5 separate regions of the Mus musculus genome follow, and all the other regions are linked to region 1. A link is a contact called in public ChIA-PET and HiChIP or PLAC-seq data. All regions are on one chromosome and are shown on one strand. The core of a region is the stretch at or near the end of the contact, and the rest is flanking DNA. Distances in the headings are between cores, read along the strand shown. Region 1 has its middle 5.0 kb from the start of Gm34770. Region 2 overlaps Gm51680 (a long non-coding RNA gene). Region 3 has its middle 6.5 kb from the start of Gm34004. Region 4 overlaps Gm51680 (a long non-coding RNA gene). Region 5 has its middle 32 kb from the start of Gm33643.

What was found. ChIA-PET counts read pairs in DNA pulled down with a chosen protein or histone mark. HiChIP or PLAC-seq counts read pairs in DNA pulled down with a chosen protein or histone mark.
Region 2: an H3K4me3 HiChIP or PLAC-seq map of the 230-238 cell line shows a contact between it and region 1, with 6 times the contacts expected there. The contact joins two enhancer-like sites. A contact is called at or near these places in 2 of 15 datasets of contacts at CTCF or cohesin (large pre-B cells and pro-B cells), 6 of 484 Hi-C or Micro-C datasets (Th1 cells, bone marrow-derived macrophages, embryonic fibroblasts and 3 more), 14 of 115 datasets of contacts at active chromatin or transcription factors (the 230-238 cell line, the NIH/3T3 cell line, Th17 cells and 9 more) and 1 of 9 other capture datasets (embryonic stem cells).
Region 3: an H3K27ac HiChIP or PLAC-seq map of large pre-B cells shows a contact between it and region 1, with 5 times the contacts expected there. The contact joins two enhancer-like sites. A contact is called at or near these places in 1 of 484 Hi-C or Micro-C datasets (bone marrow-derived macrophages) and 5 of 115 datasets of contacts at active chromatin or transcription factors (embryonic stem cells and large pre-B cells).
Region 4: a contact with region 1 is called in an RNA polymerase II ChIA-PET map of effector CD8 T cells, with 11 read pairs. The contact joins two enhancer-like sites. A contact is called at or near these places in 1 of 15 datasets of contacts at CTCF or cohesin (the NIH/3T3 cell line), 8 of 484 Hi-C or Micro-C datasets (the G1E-ER4 cell line, LSK cells, bone marrow-derived macrophages and 4 more), 5 of 115 datasets of contacts at active chromatin or transcription factors (CD8 T cells, acute myeloid leukemia, effector CD8 T cells and 2 more) and 1 of 9 other capture datasets (embryonic stem cells).
Region 5: an HNF4G HiChIP or PLAC-seq map of pancreatic cancer cells shows a contact between it and region 1. The contact joins two enhancer-like sites. A contact is called at or near these places in 1 of 15 datasets of contacts at CTCF or cohesin (pro-B cells), 1 of 484 Hi-C or Micro-C datasets (bone marrow-derived macrophages), 4 of 115 datasets of contacts at active chromatin or transcription factors (embryonic stem cells, large pre-B cells and pancreatic cancer cells) and 1 of 9 other capture datasets (embryonic stem cells).

The regions. Positions count from the first base shown.
Region 1 is chr9:61,664,989-61,667,688 of GRCm38.p6, forward strand. No RefSeq gene overlaps it. Among named protein-coding and RNA genes, the nearest start is that of Gm34770, 5.0 kb to the left of the region's middle. Within about 2 kb of position 1,298, at least 93 of the 459 cell types and tissues checked have an H3K27ac peak or open chromatin away from gene starts, as enhancers often do. A contact at or near this core is called in the 230-238 cell line, CD8 T cells, the G1E-ER4 cell line and 6 more, where this site is marked.
Region 2 is chr9:61,021,239-61,023,938 of GRCm38.p6, forward strand. All of the region lies in intron 1 of Gm51680 (a long non-coding RNA gene), which reads right to left. Among named protein-coding and RNA genes, the nearest start is that of Gm5122, 5.5 kb to the left of the region's middle. Within about 2 kb of position 1,278, at least 83 of the 459 cell types and tissues checked have an H3K27ac peak or open chromatin away from gene starts, as enhancers often do. A contact at or near this core is called in the 230-238 cell line and Th17 cells, where this site is marked.
Region 3 is chr9:61,074,076-61,076,775 of GRCm38.p6, forward strand. No RefSeq gene overlaps it. Among named protein-coding and RNA genes, the nearest start is that of Gm34004, 6.5 kb to the right of the region's middle. Within about 2 kb of position 1,251, at least 7 of the 459 cell types and tissues checked have an H3K27ac peak or open chromatin away from gene starts, as enhancers often do.
Region 4 is chr9:60,998,015-61,000,714 of GRCm38.p6, forward strand. All of the region lies in intron 1 of Gm51680 (a long non-coding RNA gene), which reads right to left. Among named protein-coding and RNA genes, the nearest start is that of Gm5122, 18 kb to the right of the region's middle. Within about 2 kb of position 1,282, at least 126 of the 459 cell types and tissues checked have an H3K27ac peak or open chromatin away from gene starts, as enhancers often do. A contact at or near this core is called in CD8 T cells, the G1E-ER4 cell line, effector CD8 T cells and 3 more, where this site is marked.
Region 5 is chr9:60,899,298-60,901,997 of GRCm38.p6, forward strand. No RefSeq gene overlaps it. Among named protein-coding and RNA genes, the nearest start is that of Gm33643, 32 kb to the left of the region's middle. Within about 2 kb of position 1,399, at least 38 of the 459 cell types and tissues checked have an H3K27ac peak or open chromatin away from gene starts, as enhancers often do. A contact at or near this core is called in pancreatic cancer cells, where this site is marked.

The sequences.
Region 1 (2,700 bases), core at 48-2,547:
TTTAAAAAGTGTGTGTGTGTGTGTGTGTGTGTGTGTGTGTGTGTGTGTGTGTATGCTCATGATATGAAAGCCCAAGTACATGTGTGTGCATGCACATGTAGGTTGACATCAGACGTGTCTTCCTCTACCGCTCTCCATCTTGTTTTTTGAGACATGATTTCCCCTGAAACTGAGGCTTACCAGTTCTGCAAGGAGGACAGTGATTCCTAAGGATCTTGCTGTCTCTGCGTCCCCAGCTCTGGGATTACAGGTGCTCACCATCATGCCTGGTTTTAATGGCGGGCTAAGCCATCTCCCCAACACCCTACCCCCTCCTTTTTTTTAAACTTTTGAACATCAAGTAAGATACTGGTGACAAGCATGCTCTGTGGACTGGGTAGCCGCATGCACGCATGTGGGAGAATATCAGGACCATCATTTTCATTCTTCCTATTTACTGTTCCTGTAACTATCAGCACCATCAGCATTATCAGCATCATCAGCAGCATCACCATTATCTCCCCACCCCTCACTTCTCATGCACACGTTATCTTCCCAACTGGCCTGTTGAGCATCTCTCTACTAGGGACCAACCAGTGGCTTATTTCCAACCTCTCGTTTTCCCACACATAGCACAGGGCTCTCTACACAATAGGTAACAGAGATGGTTTCCCAATTGATTGATAAACTCAGAGAAAAATAAATCCAAGGAAGAGTATTGTGTCTGATGAGAGGTCTTCCACAGCCCCTGCTTCCTTCCTTTGAGCATCTTGAAACAAACAAGGAGAGCAGCATGGTGATAAAATTCAAGTGGGCTGTCCCATGCCACCTTATGCCAGGACACTTCTCTTTCCAAAGCCTTCAGCCTTTCTAAGAAAGGAGTCCAGGAAGCCCCACTGTTGGCAAACTGAGCAAGCTTCGGCCATGCCAACTCCAGGAGGACTAAGTCGTTGGCTATGCCCGACCTTGAGGCAGGACTCTACCTCTTGACCTTTGGATGTTTTGGCAGGGACTATCACTCCACTGAAAGAAGCCCTTCTCCATAAGGGAGATGGCTATTTGTACATGCAACTTCATAAGTTCCTCTTGGCATACTTGCAAATGTCTCTTTCTTACTCCTTGATGCACCAAGACTTCAAGAAGTAAAGTGTCAGTTTAAGGCTCATAAGGGAGGTAAGGCAGAGCTCTGCTCACCTCTCATTTCCCATCGAGCACTCAGAAGCATGCTGGCTGAGCCTGCTGCCAAGTCTCTCCCTGAGTCCCCTGGCTCCCTATTGCACAGGACGCTAAGGTCAACCACATCCTGCCACGTCCTCGCAGAAGAGATATCAGTCCCCACCACTAGCATTCTCTGTCCCACCACAGCCAGGCCAGCCCAGGAAGACTCAGGGCTTCCTTCTCCCTCTGATAACCACTGAGCGTCAGAGCCTTGCTCCAAGCTCCCGCATCAGAGTCAGCTGAGGAGTTTGCTCACACTGCAAAGCTGTAGGCCAGCTGCAAGGTGGGGAAAATGAAGGAAGGCTCAGACATCTGTGTTCATGGGGCTCATTAGATTGATTCCATGAGAGCTTGAGTCTGGGAGCCTCCAGTCCAGACTGTGTGTGTGTGTGTGTGTGTGTGTGTGTCTGTGTGTGTCTGTGAGTGTGTGTGTGTCTCTGTGTATGTGTCTCTGTGTGTGTATGTCTCTGTGTGTGTCTCTGAGTGTATATGTGTCTGTGAGTGTGTCTGTGTGTACGTGTCTGTGTGTGTCTGTGTGTATGTCTGTGTGTGTATGTGTGTGTATGTCTCTTTGTATGTATGTGTCTCTGTGTGTATATATATCTAAAGATCAGGAGTCAACCTAAAGTATCAAGTGTTGTTGCTCAGAAGACGTCCAACTTGTTTTTATTTGCTGTTAATAATGAACCAGGGCCTCATTGGAACCTGAAGCTCACTGATTCAGCTAGACCAGCTGGCCAGCCAGCCCAAGGAATCCCCCTGCCTCTGCCTCCTCTGCACTAGTTTTGCATGCACATGCCACAACACTCAGCTGGAGACAGAACTCAGATCTTCAGGCTCACTCCTCAGGCACTCTACCAGTCCCCAGCCTAGAAAGGGAGGGACCCTGTCCTAGTTCCTTTGCCTGTAGGATTGCGGTGTCTTTGGCTGGTCTGTGATGCACCTGTCATGGGTGCTGCCAAAGGCTGTTGAGCTCATACTTTGCCCTCAGGAAAGCGGGTTGAGGATGTTCTTGAATCCAGCCTGAGATCTGAGACACCCAGCTCCATATAAGCAAGAGGAACAGCAAGCTGTGGAGGGAAGATAGGCCTTTGAAGGAGCATTCAGGAAGAACCTCCAGAATCAAGGCTGAGTCAAGTGGACATTGAAAGAACCTCCTTCTCAAAGTGGTGGGATGTTAGACCTCAGCTCCAAAGAGTCACTAACCCCTCTCTCAAGAGGAGGAGAATGGCCGCAGGCCAATCAAGCCTAGCTTTAATCTAGCTATGCCCAGGCTTATGCTTTGTCCAGAGCCATTTTTAAAGCTGGAAAATGTTCACAATCTGGCCTTCCCCTGCTGCCCTCCAACCATGACCAGCAAAGATGTCCTTCTGTGGCTATATGAGAAAGCCCCTGCGTGCCCAGGCAAGTTCCCTCAATACCACAGCAGCATGGTGCTGGCTAAGACTGCAGGCACTTTAAAAACAAAAGCAAAAGCAAAATGGTTGAATGAGTGAGCCACCA
Region 2 (2,700 bases), core at 28-2,527, 640 kb before region 1:
CTCTTCTGGCCTCCACGGGCACTGCACCCATGTGGTACATATACATCCATGCAGGCAAAATACTCATACAAACAAACAAACAAACAAAAAAAAATCTTGAAAGAAAAAAGCCCTTCTTTGAGACACCTGCTCACATCAGTCAGAAGGGATACCATTAAGAAATCTGACCCCAAAGGTTGGAGAGGAAGGGAAGGGTCCTTCATTACTCTTGGCAGGAGTGCAAGTCAGCACAACCATTGTGCAAACCAGTTTGGAGTTTTCTCAAAAAACAAAAAAAAACCCCAGACATTAAAAATAAAACAATCATGTGTCCTGGCTCTAGCATTCCTAGACTCCAAAGCACTCCATATCCTACCACAGAGACATTTGCACACTCGTGTGCATGCCTATGTGCATACCATTGCTATGTTCACAATAACAGGGAAACGTGACCAGCCTATGCGTCCATCAACCGATGAGTGGATAATGGGGATCTGGCACATATACATGATGAAATAGTATGCAGTGGTGAAGAAAAATGATGTCACAGAATTTTCAGGAAAATGGATGGATCTGGGAAGTATAACGCTAAACAATGCTAAACCCAAACTTAGACAGAAAACACATTTTCCTTCATATGTGAACATATGCACAGGCATTCGCATGGGTAAAATCTAAAAGTCTAGAGAGACGGCCAAGAGAAGTAATATTAGGTAATGAGAAAGGACGGGGGTCAGGACACTTGGCGCTTGAAAGGGGAAAGAGATCAGAGGCAGCCACAAGGGAGGAAGAGGAACTGCTAGTGTGGTTGGGAGGGGAAGGGACTCACACTTTGTTAGAAGATATCCTACTGGCTTCTAACACATTATGCGCTAATTTAAAAACAGAATCATGTGTAGCCACATGCTGGCTGCCCAGGGAGAGAGCTCCATTCTGCTGGGGCCCTTTACCCAAGAGCTTTTTCCTTCTTCACCCAATGTATCTTTCTAGGTAGAAGATACACACTCCTCAGCAGGGTTGCTTTTGAAAGCCCAAGCCTGGGATGGGGGTGTGTAGGGGGTGGGGGGGTGGGGGGAGACTGTGGAGCTTTGCCCCTGCAGCTCCGATACAGCCCCAGCCCCACCTTTCCCTGCATTGTAGCCAGGTTTTTTTTTTTTTCCATTTGAAGAACGACTTCTCACCCACAGTTGCATCAATCTGTCCACAGACAAAGTGAATCATGTCGCAAGCTCTGGTTCTGGCCTGTGCCCTATGCTCTGGTGATGGGCTGGCTGGGCCAGGCCTCTAGTAGGGGAACTGTTTTGACTTGGACCTAGCAGAGGGAAGCAAAGGCCAGGAGAGGGATGCCAGGGGTTGGGGAGTAGTTATGAGATCCTGTTGAAGTCACCAGACAGAGGCCAGTGACCTGTGTTGGGATTACCCCAGTGAACTTTCTGGCTTGCTCATCCTACAGCCCTACAGCTAGCACAGCAGAAAAAAAAAAAAAAAAAAAAAAAAAGGAGCAAACCACTGGATTTACTTTGCTGTGCTGAGGGGATGGGCAGGCTTGGCCGCGTTGCTTCTCTTTTCTCTATTTGGGACTCTGAGTTTCAGTTCTCCTTTAGATGACACACAGTGGCCGTGGCCTGAGGGCTCCCAATCACAAGGGTAGTTTCTTCTCACTTTCTGCTTCAGAAACACAGCCTAGGTTTGGAGCCACACACACACAGGGGAAAGTCTGTCTGCGGGTGTCTGATGGCCCTTCCTGAAGGCAGAACCAAGTGTCCTTCTGCTCCAGAGACAGGAAGGTGAATCTGTCCATGTGTGTCTGTGTATGTGTGCAGGCACAGGCACTGCTAGTGTGGTGTGTACACGTGTGTGGAGAGATATGTCTCTGCTCTCAGGGAACTGGGACCCCATCTCTGTTGGGTCATTCACGGGTACCATCTCAGCATGACATCCACCATAAATCGGCACTGGGACCCAGGGTTGCATGGATAGCCATAGACTGGGCATCTAGGCAATGTCTCTAAGGCCGGCAAGGGTGGAATCTGAGTGGGAAGAGGGATGGGGTGGAGGGAGCAGCAGGTGCCAGAGGGTGCAGAGAACCATGTGGGGAATGACGAATTCAATGTAACTGTAACACGGTCAGGGGCTTGGGTCCGAAGACACTTAGGATGGTAAAGCAAAAGTACTTGATGGTGAAAATAACTGCAATGAATTGGTGCTTGGTCAAGGACTCGGGTTCAGTTCCAACACTGTGGTGGTTTGAATAGGAATGGCCTCTATGGACTCATGTGTTTGAGTGCTTGGTCATAGGGAGTGTCACTATCAGGAAGCGTGGCCTTGTTGGGGTAGGTGTGAGCTTTTGTAGAAAGTATGTTCCTGTGGAGATGAGCTTTGAGGGCTTATATGCTCACACTATGCTGTGTGGCACATAGTCTCTCCTTGCTGCCTGCAGCACCGTGTCTGCCTGCACACTGCCATGCTTCCCACCATGACGATAATGGACTAAACCTCTGAAACTCTAAGCCAGCCCCAATTCCGGAGTCTTCCTTTACAAGACTTGCTGTGGCCATGGTGTCTCTTCACAGCAATGAAACACTAAGACAAGCACCCACCATTATCCATAACCCCAGTCTCAGGGGATCCGAAGACTGCTTCTGGCTTCTAGGGGCACTAGCCACAGCCATGGTGCATATGCATACATGCAGACAAACATTCATACACGCACAATAAAAT
Region 3 (2,700 bases), core at 1-2,500, 590 kb before region 1:
TTCAGAAAGAGCCTGCCTCAAAACATAAGATGCAACGTGAGTGAGGAGGACATGTGGGCTGACCACTGCTGTGCACACTGGTGTACACACACACACACACACACACACACACACACACACACACACACTGTCCTCTGCCCTTCACAGGCATGTGTTCTCATTTGCCTTCCATTGCTCTGATAAAACATTGACTCAAAGCAACCTGGGGAGGAAAGAGTTTGCTTGGCTCACGTGTCTCCATAACTGTCCATTCACACCGTCAAGGCAAGAACGGTGGAATGATGCTTACAGGCTTGCTCTTCCTCTGTCGCTCCCTCCTCAGCTTGCTCTTCTTATACTACTCAGGACGACCTATGCAGGGGTGGCACCACCCACCGGGAGCCCAGCCCTCACGCATCAATCATTAAGAAAATGCCTCACATTGCTTCTAGGCCATCCTTAGAGAGGCATTTTCTCCGTTGAGGTGCCCTCTTTCCCTGATGACGGTAGCTTGTGTCAACCCAAACAAACAAACAAACAAAAAACCAAACCAACCAACCAAACAACAACAAACAACCAGCACAACATGCAAGCCTGAGTGCCAACATCAGCTCGGAAACCTCATTACTATCTAAAGGCCTAGGGAAGGGGAGGAAATGACTTACACAAGAAACTGCAGGGATATGAGTGGGACTGAGGCCCAGGGCCTCTGACTGGGGAGGAATCAACTCTCCATTCTTCTAGACTATGCTAGAACCATGGGAACAGCCAGAAAGATGAACTCTGTGAGCTCAGTGTTATTACTGCATCTGTCTGTCTGTCTGTCTGTCTGTCTGTCTGTCTGTCGTGTGTGTGTGTGTGTGTGTTGAGGATATATGTGTGTTGCTTTTGCCTCTTTGGGCATTATTTTGTTTTGTTTGTCTTGTTATTCTGTCTCTGCAGCAGATGGCAGGCCTGGGGTTTAATAAGGAAGGGCACGTTATTGTGATTTTACAACATTTCTCTGCTTGTCTGTTTTTGGCAGGAATGAGATGTCACTAAATGTTCATCCAAGCCATTTCTGGTTCTTCCTGGGAACAGCTCTTGCTTCTGGATAGGGCAGGTGAGGTCTGACCGCTGGCAAGGAGTGGCAGAAAGGAGGGCGATGAAGCAGAAACTGCAGGAAGCCTCGGGACTGGGGGGAATGGGTTGAGGTTTGCATTTCTGGTCTGCCAGTCCCCCATAAAGCTCACAAGTAGGGGCTGCTAGCAAAGCCCTGTGCAGGGCCACAGTGACAGTCTAGAGCAGCAGAGGCCAGGACTGCAGGTGTCCTCCCAGGGAGCTAAAGGGACCCTGAGGCAAGGCCCTCACGTCCTGTCTCTGGAGACCCACAGCCTTTGTAGCAAAACAAAGTAGATACCAAGATGGAGCATGCTCCCGGTTTTATATAAACTACACCCCTCCCTTCATCTCCTCTTGGTATATTCTATGTTCTAGACTTTTCTTAGGCTAAGAACAAATCCCTGGCAGTATTTAAGAAAGTGAGTTCTGGAGGCAGACTGCTTGTATTTTCATGTACAACTCTACCAGATGCTGGCCCTACCACTGGAGAAAGTTCCAAAGCCTTTCCTTGCCTCAGTTTACCCAGCTGTGAACTTGGAATAACAATGACAGGCACCCAATAGGATTGTCTCCAACAAGTTAACTCAGTAAGTAAAAAGGGTGTTTGGGGGCCTTGTGTCTCCCCACACTTCACGCCCCACACTCCTCCATTCCTACCCACACCAGCTTCAGAGAACACTGAATCACACCCCAGCCACTGCCTAAAGAACCAACTTCCAGATCAGTTTATTACCAAAACACAGGATAAATGTTTTCCTACGCTCCATAAATGGCTCCCCAGCTCTGCAAAAATGAAATATTCCTTTCATTATGGAATGAAGAAGCCGTTTATCTAGTGTCTTAAGTGGCATGAATAGGGTGTGCAGCCCTCAACAGAGGGATAATGACGCTGCTGATTTTCGCCAGCTTGGGACAGGCTGACACACTGTGTACACGGGGAAGGAATGGAGGCTTCTAGAAGGGGAAGCGAGAATCTTTCTCTCCCGCCAGGAACAAGGTGCAAAGTGTCTGGGCCCAGGCTGCTCCTGCCAGGAAAAGTATTGGGATTCCACCTGGCATCTCTAGGTGCCAGCACTGAGCTGAAGCCGGGGGGAACCCCATCTGGGGAGAGAACAGAGAGACCCAACAGATCCTAGGATGCCACCTGCCATACCCATGGTCACCATTGTCACACACACCCTGCCACCCCCAAAATCCACATGCTGATTTAGAACTCTGGAAGCACAGGTGTTGAAAAGTATTTTGCTTCAAACAAACAAACAAACAAACAAACAAACAAATGTATGGTGAGTTTTCAAGAGAGGGAAGGGATTCAGACAGTCTTGTCAATGGTCTCTCAGATCCTGATGTCTCCCACTGAGCTCTTTCTACCAATGTACTACTCCCATTTAACCACTGTACTTAAAAAGGCAGGGCTCCCAGGCTAACAGGAGGTGCTCAGCTCCAAAAAGGGGAGCCTGATGGCACAGCCAACACCTCAGTGGTGCAGCGACAGGCTGGGCAGCTATATGTGGTGACCCAGGTGTGGTCTCAATGAAGAAACAAGTCACCCCAAGGGAGTGAGTGACACCCTGTGACACTGCATGCTAATTCATCCTTCTGTCACTTCCCTAGAGAAAA
Region 4 (2,700 bases), core at 32-2,531, 670 kb before region 1:
GACAGACAGATACACACACAGAGACAGAGAGAGACAGAGACAGAGAGAGACAGACAGATGAGGGAGGGGGGAGGAGGGAGACCCTTGACAACCTCAACACCTTCAGGGAGGGGCCATCTGTTGATAGTGTTGTGGTATTGTATTTTGGGAGCCATGTTCTAGGGCCAGGACTGCAGAGGGCAGAAATGGAAGGCTTGCTATCTTCAGGACGGCGTTGATGGTGGTAATGGCCCCACTAAGCAGGAAGAGGGCACTGTGGAATCATCAAGCTTTGAAACTCTGGGTGGGGCCAGCCACACAGCTTCAAGGAGTCAAGTTGAACCAGCCCACTTGGTTGGTTAGCTACAAACTGCTGAGCTGCCTCAGCAACAATTCTACTATCAGCTGATGGCTATTAGAACCCTGTTCTGTAAGATCATGGTCACATTTGATCTTTACGGTCATACTCCAGTCTTACAGGTGGGAACACTGAGGCTCAGCAAAGACAAGAAAAGCCATTTAAGGTTAACATCATCTAGCTAGCAAACTGTTGAGCTGGCAATCCCAACCACACCTCTGACCCCAAAGCCCAAGCCACAAGCCACTTTGCTGTGCTGTACCAGAGCTGAGCTGGGCAGTCAGCATGCTTCCCACAGAAGAGTGGGGGTGGGGGTGGAGGTAGGGGGTGGGAGGTAGGTATATCACATAGCAGCTGACACCTGCCAACTCTACCTAGGTGTCAGTTGCTATTTCACAAGTAAGTTCTGCTCTGGTTTCTTCTCAAGGGCCACTAGGTCTGGCCAGGATGTGGAAATTTACCATCAGGTTCCGTCTGACCTTGAACGTTGCCAGTAGAGAGTAGGGTGAGGTCCGCAGCCTGTGAATCTGAGCTCAACCCCAGGTTGGTGAGGGCTCTTGGGTTGCCTACCTTAGGCATGGACATTTCCTGCTCATCTGCAGGGCCAGAGTGGATGATGTTCCAGCATAGAGAAAGGAGGAGCCTGGGACCTAGGACAGCTTCCTGGCATATGTCTGAGGCTCCTCCATCCACAGGATACTGGTAACCAGAGACTGGTTTGACATGAGGGGGCTGTGGGTAGTGATGGGGTGCCCTTTGGGAGAATGGGGAAGCCATGGTTAGATCTTGTCGTTCTGAGCTTCCTGCCCCTCCCTCACATGGGCAACAGAACCAAGCTGCCAGAATCAAATGAGCCAGAAGAGGAAGTTTTAGATGACTGACTGGTATCTTCATTTGCAGATCAGGAAACTGAGGTTTGAGGGCAGCTATGACTCATAATAGGTGACAAGTCACTGAGGGTTGAGATGAACAAGCACCCGAGCTCCCTCAACCCCTGCAGACACATGGCCTTCCTTGATGGGGGTTGGGGTGGGGGTGGTTCGATGGCGTCATCCGAGTCTAGTCGTCCTCCTGTTCCCTGGAGCCAGCTCCCCCTACAGGCCAGACATACATTGCCCTTTGCCAGGAGGTCTGGGCACCTTAGCTGCATGGTCTCTGTTCATATGTCAGGTGGCCTGCCTCCTCTCCTGAATGCTTGCTCGTCTTCTATTATGTGGAACACTGTTTTCTTCTCTAGTAAGGGTACCCCAGTTTCCTGCTGGAAATGATCCCTGCTCTGATTCCCACAACACCAGATCTCTCTCAGTTTCTGTTCTGCCTCTCTGTCTCTCCGTCTCTGTGTGTGTGTGCGTGTGCGTGCGTGTGCATGCATGCATGCCTCAGTTCTCTCTGTCTCTCAGCCTCTCTGTCCCTCCCTATTTCTTTCTGTATCTGTCTCTTTCTCTGTCTGTCTGTCTATATATATTTCTCTCTCTCTCTCTCTCTCTCTCTCTCTCTCTCTCTCTCTCTCTCTCTCTCATACACACACACACACACACACACACACACACACACACACACACACACAGCATGTTCCTCCTTTACCAGGTGATAGAAAGGGCAGGCACTAAACTCCGGTGCGGACATGAGTAATCTAGACTCTAGAATGTTTGAGGCTCACACCTCCTGAACTCTACACTCCCCATACCCAGGAGCCAATCTGTTTCTTCTGCAGAACCGTCTCTGTGATCTCGGAATGGCTTTCCCAGAATTGCACGGTGCTCCTCCGCCCATGCTGCCATATGAAGGACCCACTTGTGTGCCTGCCCTGTGCCTCAAGTGAGGCAGATGCTTGGTAAATGTACTGTGGCTTCAGTGCCGCCATAACAGAGAGAGCTGCTCATCTCCCCCCCCCCCCGCCCCCGGTTCCTTTCTGAAGCCTCCCTTCCCTCTCTGATTCCTCTTTGAACCCCCTTCAATTTCCTGCCTTTTCCACTGAATTTTTCATTGGGAAGAAGCGCGTTTAAAGATGTGAAGCACACGCTTTGCTGGGTCTCAGCTTTGATGAATCTTTGATGCTGAGGCTGAGGAGTCAAGGAGATGCACCAGGCTGGGGAAGGAGGGAGGGGCGGGGAAGAGGCCTGCAAGGATGTTATCCTCCTTCCCAGCACCTCCCACAGGGAGTTCATACACCTGCCATGTTCCTAGCCTAAGAGTGTTCTGCAGTGGGAACCTGCGTGCGTGCAGGCAGGTGTGGTGTGTGTGCGTGTGTGTGTGCGTGTGTGTGCGTGTGTGTGTGTGTGTGTGTGCGAGTGTGCGTGTGTGTGCGAGTGTGTGCAGGGCCATGAGGCTTGAGTAGAAGAGACTCCATCCAGCTTGAGACT
Region 5 (2,700 bases), core at 149-2,648, 770 kb before region 1:
CAGAGCCCTGAAGAGGTTCCTTGTTACGGAGAGCTTGTCAGCTTAGGAGCCAAGGCCTTGCTGGCTGCTGCTGTTTCTGGCTGGTGACCTTGTTCAGCCAGGAAGCCTGTTAGGCCCCTTAATCTAGTGTTGATTTCTTCTTGACTCTGCCTGTCTTCACCTTTTGTGTTCTCAGCCAATTCACCTGAGGAAGAAGACAGAGGTCAGACAGATGCTCGGCTCTCTCTGCCTCAGCACTGGCACGCTCTTCCCTCATTCTTGGCTGTGTTGGAACACATCCTAACAAAGCCCTTTCTATTGTCCTCGGGAATTTACAAGCCACAGCACATTCTGGGATTTGGCCACTCCATCACTCACCTTACAGGCTGAGGGTGGGGAACTTGGTTCTCTATCTCTTTTGGCTGGATCTCTTGCCCTCTGTCCTTTAAAAACAAAACAAAAACCTTGACTCCCCTGAAGCATCATGGGAAAACACAGGATCTCTGCAATTGCTTCTGTAAAATGACTTATTTCTGTCTTCTCATAATTGGAAGACATCCCCCATCCTTCTGGAACTATCTTCCTTTTCTAGAGTTCCCAGCTCTGCTTCTCCTGAGCCTCTTTCTTGAGTCTATAAATAGCAGTAATGTTAGCATTAAATATTTGCATACTAGTGAGGCAGATTCAAACACAGTCTGTCTGGCTCCCCAGCCTGGGGGAATTACATGGCTATTTGTTATGAGGATTTCCTTGTGGGGGTTGGGAGGACTAGGCAACACATCCTATGTACATCCCCTCTTCAAAAGGCCCTAATAACAAATAGGTATGACTCAGCCCAAGTTCACTCTGAGAAACCAACAAGTTTATTAGGATTACTAACAGATCAGTAAATAAAGGGTTATGGGCAGCACGAGTGGCCTTAAAGCTGCCACACTGGAAAGTCTGCACCCAGCAGGCATGGTAACTCCTACACGGAGATGCAGATTGAGCCTGTCCCTAGTCCCTCCCAGCCTGTAGACTTCTTGCCTTTTCCTGAGGTCATGTGCAATCAGGACAGAATTGTGCATAACTGGTTAGAGAAAGGGCTGTGTCCTCTCTGCCCCTCCTCCTACAAGGGATGGCCAACCATTGGCAAGCCCAGATGTGATACAAGCCCAGATGTGATGCACGCTTTTGCAAGTGGACACAGCTTTACTCCTGAAAGTGAGTTTGGTTCGGAAGATATTCCTGTCCACTGGTCTGCCCTGTGTCTCTGGGTTTCTAGAATCTACTTTCATGACTCTCACACTGTCTTTGTTTGAGTCTCACCAGACATAGATGCCAAGAAAAGAATGTGGGCACGATAAGGGTTGGGAAAGAGTAGGAGTGTTAAAGGAGAGGTGACTCAATGGATACACAGTGCTCTCTCTGTAAACACGGGGACCAGAGTTTCAGCCGCAGAGCCTTTGTAAGCCAGATATAACATTGCACACCAGAAGTGGAGATAAGGGACTCTGGGGGCTCACTGTCCAACCAGACCAGTGAGAGACCCTGTTTCAAAAACGACAGAGTATCAGTCCTGAGGAATGATGCCTGAGGTTGTTTTCTCTCTCTCCTCCCTCCCCCTGCCCCACGTGAATATGGACATATACACACAGATGCAAAGGAGTTTTTGAGAACTGATCTTACAATTACAGTAGGTAGTGAACTGAGGCACAAAATAAAAGAACCTGCCTGACACAGTGTGTGTGTGTTATCCTGCAGGCTGCTGCTGGGAGCAACCAAAGCTTAACCCACTGGGGAATCTCAGGGAGATCCCCTAGAGCACACTTCAGTGTCCCCCAGCAAAGGGAAAGGAAGCGATTACCCAATTCTCCAACTCTGAATGGCAGTGAGAAGCTTCCAGAAGCATTAACTCCTGGCTGCCTGGGTTAGACTCGATGCACAGTCTTGGGTGTTCACAGTAGATAACAGAGGACTGTAGTGGGAATGGCCTGGTCTACATAATGTATTGTAAGCTGCTTGTATTCCAGGATAGCCCTGAAGGGCTTTTAAGTGCCTGTGCTCCTGGTGGGTCTGCCTTTGGATCTGACTGCATCTCTGCCTCACTCTCTTCTAACTCCTGTCTCCTGTCCCTGAAACTCACTCCACAGGTGGCTTTCCAACAGTATTCAACAGGCATCCCACTCACTAAATTATAGCTGAGGCTCTTACTTCACTGTTGCCCATCCCCGCTCTTTCCCCTTTGCTGTGCCTACAGCCCTTCCCAGCCTCTGATGGAAGGCGTGTCTGCACCGCTCACCTCTGGAAGCCACTGTGTCTTCCTGACTTGCTTTGACCAAGGCAGTGTATCATACTGGCTTTTGAGTCTTACTCTTAGTGTATTTCAGCTTCCCTTATGCTCCCTGAACACCCTTCCTCTGGGATGTAAACAAACCCCTTCCAACTGTCTCACTCAAGAGCTGTGTGGGGGAACTGAGGCGCGCAGCCAGTAGCCAGTACCATCTGAGGCCTTCTCAGCTAGATAGTCCTGCCGAGCCATCCTAATGTTTGTTTGTTTAATTATTTATTTTGTTTATTTATTATTTATCTGTAGGTGGGTGTATGCCTTAGGTGCTTCCCAGCTTCTATTTTTGAGAAATGACCTCTTTGGATATCACCAATTCATCTGGCTGATCAGCAAGCTTTGTCTCCCCCTGTCCCCGCCCCGCTTCTTACCATAGTGTGCTTGGGGTTACAGAC